Regions from separate parts of the Mus musculus genome. Here region 1 is linked to region 2. A link is a contact called in public promoter capture Hi-C data. All regions are on one chromosome and are shown on one strand. Each heading gives the region's core, a stretch centred on a gene start, on an enhancer-like site or on the middle of the called end of the contact. The rest is flanking DNA. Distances are from core to core; before and after follow the strand shown.

Region 1 (4,231 bases), core at 1,344-3,843, 650 kb before region 2:
CAAACAAACAAACAAAAAAAATTGGCTATTCTTGCTGAAGACCTAGGTTCAATTTCTAGCACTCAACCATTTGTAACTTGAGTTCTAAGGAATCTGATAACCTCTGACCCTCTTGGGCACCAGGACTGTGTATGGTAGACATCAACACATGTAGGTAAGATTCTCATACATGGAAAATAAAATGATCTTTAAAAGCTTCTGTTAAAAGTAATAAAAATGGGTTCTCAAGTCAGATGTGGTAGTGTGTGCCTTTAATCCCAGAACTCAGGAGGCAGAGCAGGAGGATCTCTGATTTTGAGGGCAGCCTGGTCTATACAGTGAAACCCTGTCCAGGAAAAAGAAAAAAAAAAAAAAAAGAGGGTCTGTTCAGAGACTGGAGGGACGGCTCAGTCAGTCAGGAAGTGGCTGCCTTGAGTTCCCTTGAGTCTATCGCTATGATAAAGCTTGACATGCTGTAATAGCATCTCTAAAGCCCATGCTGGGGGCGGGAGAAGGTCAGGTAGAGACAGAAGGATGCCAGGAACTCACTTCAGCTAATCTGTCATTTCTGCGCTCAGTGGAATCCTGTCTTTAAAATACAATAATTAAGCAGGGCAAGGTAAGGCCGGGCAGTGGTGGCGCATGCCTTTAATCCTAGTAATTGGGAGACAGAGAGAGGCAGGTAGATTTCTGAGTTCGAGGCCAGCCTGGTTTCAGGAGTTCCAGGACAGCCAGGGCTACACAGAGAGACCCTGTCTTGAAAAAACCCACAACAATGGAGGCAGGGTGTGGGCACCAAACAACAGCTCCTGAGGTAGCCTTTGGGGACCTGTGCAAGAACGGACTCCTGGCTTCTTCCCCTTCTACATCTCTGGAGCAGCAATTCTGCAGCCACTCCAAGTCTATGGAACCCAAGGCAGGGAAATAACCCAAATCCCAACTTGACCTCATGAACCAGAGTGGAAGGGAAGAACTGACTTTCTCAGGGCTTCTGAGACTTCATATACATGCTTCAGTCCATAAATAAATGTAAATGCAAAAGCCAGAGCATGATCGAGGAAGACCGCTGATAGTGACCTCTTACCTCAATACACACATGCGCGATGTGGACCAGCATGCACACGTGCACATACACACAAAGCCACATCATCACACACATATATGAAAGAAATGCTTTAAAATGGGTCCCTGAGTGCTGGCCTAGCATGCACAAAGCCCTGTGTTCAGCCTGAGCATCACACGAGCTGGGTGTGCTGGTACATGCACTCAGGGAGGCTGAGGCAGGAGATCATCCTGGACTGTATGTGTTGTATGGAGAGTTTCAGGCTAGCCTGGGAAACATGAGGTCCTCTCCCAAACAAACAGACAAATAAATATAAAGAAAAGGAATCCTTGGGATGTGGTTAGTGGGTGGCGGATGACTCTCACCCCAGCACTCTGAAGGTAAAGACTGCATGATCAGGAGTTCAAGGTTATCTTTTGTTTGTTTGTTTGTTTGTTTGAGTCTCTGGATGGTTCTAGCCAGGGTTTCTCTGTGTAGCCCTGGCTGTCCTGGAACTCGCTTTGCAGACTAGGCTGGCCTCGAACTCAAAGATCCTTCCAAGGTTATCTTTTAATAAGTTTGAGGGATGGAGAGAGGGCTCAGTGGTTAAGAGCACTGACTGCTCTTCCAGAGATCCTGAGTTCAATTCCCAGCAACCACTTGGTGGCTCACAGTCATCTGTAATGGGATCTGATGCCCTCTTCTGGTGTGTCTGAAGACAGCTACAGTGTACTCATATACATAAAATAACTGACTCTTTAAAAAAAATGATGAGTTTGAAGCAAGCCTGGTGATAAAAGCTCCTGCCAGGTTGGGGGTGGGTACACTGGAGAGAGAGCTTAGTGGTTTAGTGTACTCGCTACACTCCCAAAGAACTGGAGATCTCTACTCACATGTCGGGAGCACACACACATACACACAAAGAGAAAATAAAAACTATAAAAAGACGGGTGCCCTCTATGTCCACCCAGCTCCCCATATCCGTTCCTGAAAGTTCTCAACGGATCCTGTATCAGATCATTCTAGTACAGGCTCTTCAGTAGCTTCTCTTCCACTGTGTGACTTGCAAACTTGCGGTCTTTGCCCTACCCCAACCCTACGCGTCCGCCAATAATAGATCACTTAACCCTTCCAATGTCTCCTGTTCCCAGGGCCGGGCTTTTACCTCCATAACTCTGATACCCTCTTTCCTCACGAAGTCACCCTTTAGTCCAGGACAAATTCTTGTATCCTTCATTCCCTCTGGCCCAAGATCACTCCGCCTGTCCATCACTCCAAGCTCAGCTGCACCTGTCCCATCCTCATCCCGCCTCCGCCCCTTCCCTTCCTGCCCGGGAGCCGCACCTGGCCTGAGCCTCGTCCAGGCTCTGGTCGGTGATGGCCATGATCTGCTGCAGGACGTCGCTCGTGTCATGGCCTAGTGGAGCTGTGGTCGGCAGGCGGCGCGGGGCGGGCTGTGGCGGCACGGGACGCAGAGGGGCGGCCATGGGCTACAGTCCCGAGCGAGCGCAGAGGGACAGGTCCCGCCGGGCTCTCGCGCTTGCGCAGCAGCCAACCGCCGCAGACCCAGGGACCACGCCTCCTTCAAGTCCACTAGCCAATAAAACGCCCTTTTCATCTATCTTCGCCGTGCATCACCCTCTCCTTCGCGATGCGCCCCAAACAGCTTCTCAACGGCTGCTGAGGGTTGAGGGTTGTCTAGGAAACAGGAATTCTCTTCTGATCCTCCCACCCCTCAGGACACGCCCCCTGTGGGCGCCGTCACCAATCAGCACCATGCACTGTTCCCCCTCCTCAGCGACTAGCTAGAAACTTCCTTTCTCAACTGCCAGTAAGAAAGGAACCCCATGGTTGGGGTTGCCATGGTAACGACTACCGCCTGCATTTGCTTAAGTCTGGTGCACTTTATGGCTACCTTCCCCATCATAGGCCCTCGTCCCTTGCTTACTCCAGTGCCTCTGCCTTCTCTTTAGTCCTGGATCTGTTTAGGTTATCACTTCTTCACAGGGCCCGGGTTCTTTACAGTCATTCACATCTGAGTTTACTTCCTCAGAGGCTTGCATCCTCACTGTTTGCTCCCCATCTTCATATTTTTCAAAAATTTCAAAAATTTGTGGGTGGGCAAGGCGACACATGCCTTTAATCCCAACACCAGGGAGATGGATCTCTGTGAGCTCTAGGCTAGCCTAGGCTACATAGTTTCCAGACAGCCAGGGCTATACAGAGAGACCTTGTTTCAAAAATAACTTGAGACAGAGTCTCTTATTGCCCATGCTGTCCTCAAGTTTGTTATGTAATGAAGGTTGCCCGAGTTTGCTATGATTGGAGCATGATCTCGAACTTTCTTCTACCTCTAACTCCTAAGTGCTGGGATGAGTGCTGTGTGCCACAGGGCCCTGTTTGTGTGGTGAAGAGGATGGAATTCAGGGCAGCAAGCATACCAGACAAAACCCTACCAACCTAACTATATCTGTACCCTAAATTTTCAGCGTCTTGAGTCAGTGCCTCATATAGTTCAAACTGATATCAAATTCACTGGTAACTGAGAGTGCCTTCCCCTCTCCTCACTGCCCTGGCTACTTCCTCAGAACTGTGGGTCTTCCTCCTCATAGCTCCCCACAGCTCCTCAGAATTCCCACTCCCCAGTCCTGCCTCTTCCTCAAGGCCTCTCACACCTGAGTCCCAGGCTCCGCAAAATTTCTGGTCCTTTTCACAGTCCCTCCCACCCCCCGCCCTGGGGTTCTCCCAGCAGCCCTCAGGGTCCTCCACTCTATGACTCCTCAGAATTCTTCTGGGCTGGTGAGATGGCTCAGTGGGTAAGAGCACCCGACTGCTCTTCTGAAGGTCCAGAGTTCAAATCCCAGCAACCACATGGTGGCTCACAACCATCTGTAACATGATCTGACTCCCTCTTCTGGTGTGTCTGAAGACAGCTACAGTGTACTTACATATAATAATAAATAAATCTAAAAAAAAAAAAAAAAAAGAATTCTTCTGACCTCAAGAGCATCAATGTCTGCAATATTTGACTTTTTCTGGGGAACTGCTCTGGGATAAGAAGTTAACCTGACCAAAGAAACAACTTCACTCAAGTCCAGTTTTGTGAACCAGGGACTTTATTGAGGTTCCTCCCCAATGCATGGGCAGCTCCAGCAGAAATGTATCATCTTCCCTCCCCCACCTTCATTATGGGTCTATAATCTTTATTGA
Region 2 (4,316 bases), core at 1,097-3,596:
TCCCCCACACAAAGTTAAAACACAGAGCCTGAATCTTAGAGGACAGATTAGTGAGATCAAGGAACCTCTGACTTGGTATACCAGGTTGACTCAAAAGAGTTGACCAGAACTCAAAAGGCCCCTGCCCTATCCTCTGAAACATTTGTTCACCAACACGGATGACCGAGGTCAAATATAACAACAGGTTTGGTGACACATCTTTCTAGACCTGACTCAGGCATAGGAAAGTGTGAGGCATGTGGCCTTAGATGTATGAGGAACGCTTTGGGGATTCTACTGGGGCAAGAGTATAGTATAGGCACATCTAGTCACTGCAGAGCATTCCCTTGGAATAAAGAGCTAATTGAGCTTTTTGTCTTGCTGGTGGTCATGTTATTTAGGTTTTAACTGTGCAGCCACGTCACACATACGTACAAAGTACATCACAGGCTTCCTCTCATCAGTCTGCCTCCTTCACTCTCAACTCACCTCCCTTTACCTCTGAAGTATCCTGTCCATGGGTTGTTTCTATTGTCCCATGGTACATCCAGTTCCAACCTCACACCCAAATACTGCCCACTTTCTACCTAACTGGGCCACAATAGGTTAGTATGCATGCCCAGCTCTCTACCCACGGTGTATTTGAAAGAGATGTCAGTGCTACAGTAAAAGTGTCTTAGTCATGATGAGTCACAATTGTAATCCTAGCTCTCCAAAGAAAAGTCGTGAGCTCAAGGCCAGCCTTGACTACTTACTGAGAATATGTCTCAAAAAAGGAAAAAAGTGCCATATGTAATACCCACTTTGCAGAACAGGAAACTGAGGTCTAGCCTAGGATATGACTTTGTAATAGCAAAGGTAGGGCCAGAACCAGAAAGCTATAGGCTCCTTTGTCCAGTTCTCTGGAATATCACAATCGTGACAAAATTGAGTTTGACCAAGGACAAAGTTGAGTTGACAAAGATCTGTAATCCACCGTCCTTAGTCTCTCTTTGGAGTCCACTGTTACCTTCAAGAGCCAGAACAATTGTTCTGTATCCTCCCTATTCACCAAAATTCCTGAGACACCTCTGAGAAGACATGCTTATACCAAGTCAATGAGTGGGGCACAGAAAGAAGAAAAGGCTTCCATCAAAAGAGGCATCATTCTGCCTGTGGTGGTTAGAGGTGGGAGTAAGGATGGAACTCGGAACTGGAACTGGGGAACGTATAGATAGAGAGACGTCTGGCATAAACTCTCCTGTCTCAGTCTCCCAGGTCTCCCAGGTGCTGGGATTACAGGCTGGCTGGCTATTTATTTTCCCTCTTTAGTGTTCAGGAAGCTAGAATTACATAATTAAATAAAGCTTTAAATTAATCTAGGGTCAAAAGCAGGAGGGAGCAGCAGAGGTTTGGGGCAGGAGAGTGTCAGAAAGACTCTGATTCAGTCATGCTATTAGTGATCCCTACTCTCCTTCCCTTAACCTGCCCCTTTCAGGGCAAAGCTGGCAATTTCTGGACAGCGCCTCTGCCTTCAGACTGGCCTGCTTTTCACTATCTTACCCTCAGTGTACCCTCAGATAGGTGGTGAAAAGTGGGTGGATGGCTGATGCTTTTACTGCTGGGGATCGAAATTAAGGCCACAACCTTTATCTCTGAGCTAATTATCCAGCCCGCCCTGCCTATATATTTCTACTTTATATTTTGAAACAAGGTTACACTTCGGTGCTCCAGGCAGGACTTGAATTTTTAATTCTCCTGTTTCAGCCTCTCTCAAGTCCCTGGGATTACTGGCTAGCATCACTCAGGCTTCTGAAGTGTCAAAATTTAATTGGATCTTTTTGAGGACTGAAGTCAGGAGGCTCTGGGCTCTCTGGTCTATAATCGCAGCAAGGTGAAGCAATACCCTCATAACCCCTCTAGACCGTTAGTTTGGTCCTTAAACCAAGAAACTCAACCTTTTGCTGGGGTTGTGGCTGGGAGTTGGGCTGGAGAAATCACCGGTAAGAGGCAGAGGTAGCAAAGAAGAAGGGAATGCAGAAAATGGGTAAAGAAAATGCAAAGGCGAATAGAATGCAGACAGAGAAAGCAAGAACGAGGAGACAGTGGAAGATGAGGAAAGATAGAGAAAGGCTGAACAGACAGGAACCCCCGAGTGTGATGAAACGAGAGCTAAGAAACTGCGAGCCTGACCGGCGCGGGCTTTGGGCACAGAGGAGCCAGGAGGTCGGAGCAACCCCAGCTGTCAGTCTGGAACAAAGGCCGGGGAGAGAGCAGGACAGGGTGCAGGCAGTGCGGGCCAATGAATGTCGTTGACTCTGGCCCCGCCCCACTCGTGCCCCGCCCCACCCCGCCCCGCCGGCGGCCAGGGACCCAGCGCAAGGGCCAGAGCGCCCGGACGAGCTGGCGGGCTCTGGGAGGCTCCGACAAGCTCACAGTCCGAAAGTTTCTCTGTCTTTCTGCTGCTCCTGGGAGTGTGACTTGAGCGACGCGGGATCCGCCGGCTCTAGGAGCCCTCCAGAAAAAGAGAAAGGGGCACTGCACAAAATACACCGAAAAATCAAAATCTGCAGCCATTTGCAGCTATCCCCAAGGCGGAGGAGGACAGACAGGTAAGGTACGGGTACCCAGGGTCCTGTTCCTCCTTCGTGCAGGGTCTACAGCTCTGCGGACGGCCCAGACACAGGGAAGACTTCGCTTTCTACAGCATACCACTCCCGGGAGTGAGTCCGCTCGTCTGTCGGTCTTTGTCTGTCTGTGTCCGCGTCTGTCTAGGTGTCTTTGTTTCTACATGTAACTATCGGGGTGAAGGGCAGTGGTAGGTGTGGGGGAGTCTTCTTCCCTGTCACTGATTGTATTTCTAATCTGACCCCAGCCGGAAGGAAATGGTGTGCATCAGTCAATCCTTATGTCTTTGTCTGTCAGACCGGGGATTCTCGTAAACCTGAATTTCATCTTGGAGACGTGCATTAGGTGACATGAATGTAGAGATGAAGAAATGAGAGGTGAGGAAGTGAGGCCACAGAGACTGGGGCCCCAGACAGAGGATCCAGCTGCTGGCGACTGGCTAGTGAACTTTACCTTGCTGGCTGGAACTTTGGAGGTACATGTGTCTGGAAGGAATAGGAATGAGCTTGGACGAATACACAGGTAGACAGACACATAGACACACACTGACACACCTCAGTTCACTCCTTTTTCTCATTCACCACAGGGAATCAGATCCCCTCTGTTTTTGCTTCTCATCTGCCCTGGCTTCACTCAGCAATAGAAACCCAAACACCACGGACCAGGTGATGTTTCCCTTCCCTGCTCCAAGTGGAAGGGATTAAACTGTGGCACATGTGAGCATTCTGCTCACCCACGGGTTGTCAGTCCTCAATTTCCCAAGCACTAGAGATGTTTAGGGATCCAAGAACCATGCCTTCTGCCCTCAGGTTTTCTGCATGCTCCTTGGATTGCTGAGGAGCAGGCTCTGGGTTCTGGGTAGCTGTCATCGAGACTTCTCCACCAGAGGGTCTCTCCTCCCTGGAAACACAATCTAGTCTCAGCCCATCACAGAGAGATGAGCTGCCCGCATGCACTTCTCCCAGAACCCAGATCCTGACGGGGGGGGGGGGGGGGCTGCTGGTAAGGGATTTTGAGGATTTGTAACCTGAGCTTCCTTCAAGTTCAGAAACAATTTTCTGCAGGCAGACAGAAGGAAAATGGAGGTGTTTGAAAGGTGTATGCACATGAATATCCAAGTTAGAGTTTACAGGGGTAAGAGTCTTCAAGGTTGGCACAGAGCAGAATGTGGGCAGGAGTCTGTGGGCAGAGAATGCACCCTAATCAGGCAATGGCCCACACCTTGTATTTACCTAGCTCTTTCTTCTGACCATTTTCAGTGCATCATAGATGTTATCTCATTTGTTGTCTCCTTTATCCTCACACCGTAACTACCACATTAGTATGAGATGTGATTTACTCTGTGTCTGCCAGTGAAGAAACAGAGGCACCAAAATGCAAGGGTGTTCCCTGAGATCCCATAACCAATGAGAGCCAAGTCCATCATTAATGAAATCCAAAACTTCATGTCTTAGCTGTGGAGATGGGAGTATAGAGCACTCATCTGCTAGAGTTGAGAAGAACTGTCTGTGTGTGGGGGGAGGGGGAGATGGCGGGGGGGGGGGAATGAGAGCATCCTTCCTGGAGGGTTCATGGAAGGACCAGACATTTGCTTTTGCTCAGGATGATTGTCTTTCCTATTTCTAGCCTATGTCTTGGCGCCCTCTGCAAGGCAAACCTGCTTTAGCCATTCAGTCTGTGCACTCTTGAGACTGAAGGAGATTTCCTTGTGTGGCTATCTACCTCTGATG

The links. Promoter capture Hi-C pulls out the DNA fragments that hold promoters and counts their contacts.
Region 1: a contact with region 2 is called in a promoter capture Hi-C map of cranial neural crest. The contact joins the promoter of Pbx4 here to the promoter of Lzts1 in region 2. A contact is called at or near these places in 2 of 39 promoter capture datasets (cranial neural crest and stem cell-derived epiblast-like cells).

Annotation. Positions count from the first base shown.
Region 1 is chr8:69,830,986-69,835,216 of GRCm38.p6, reverse strand. Pbx4 (pre B cell leukemia homeobox 4) reads right to left here and starts at 2,593. Exons shown (of 8, transcript NM_001024954.2): 1 at 2,366-2,593. The coding sequence starts at 2,508. It overlaps Lpar2 (lysophosphatidic acid receptor 2), which reads right to left. Exons shown (of 3, transcript NM_020028.3): 3 at 4,115-4,231.
Region 2 is chr8:69,182,228-69,186,543 of GRCm38.p6, reverse strand. Lzts1 (leucine zipper, putative tumor suppressor 1) reads left to right here and starts at 2,346. Exons shown (of 4, transcript NM_001370971.1): 1 at 2,346-2,570.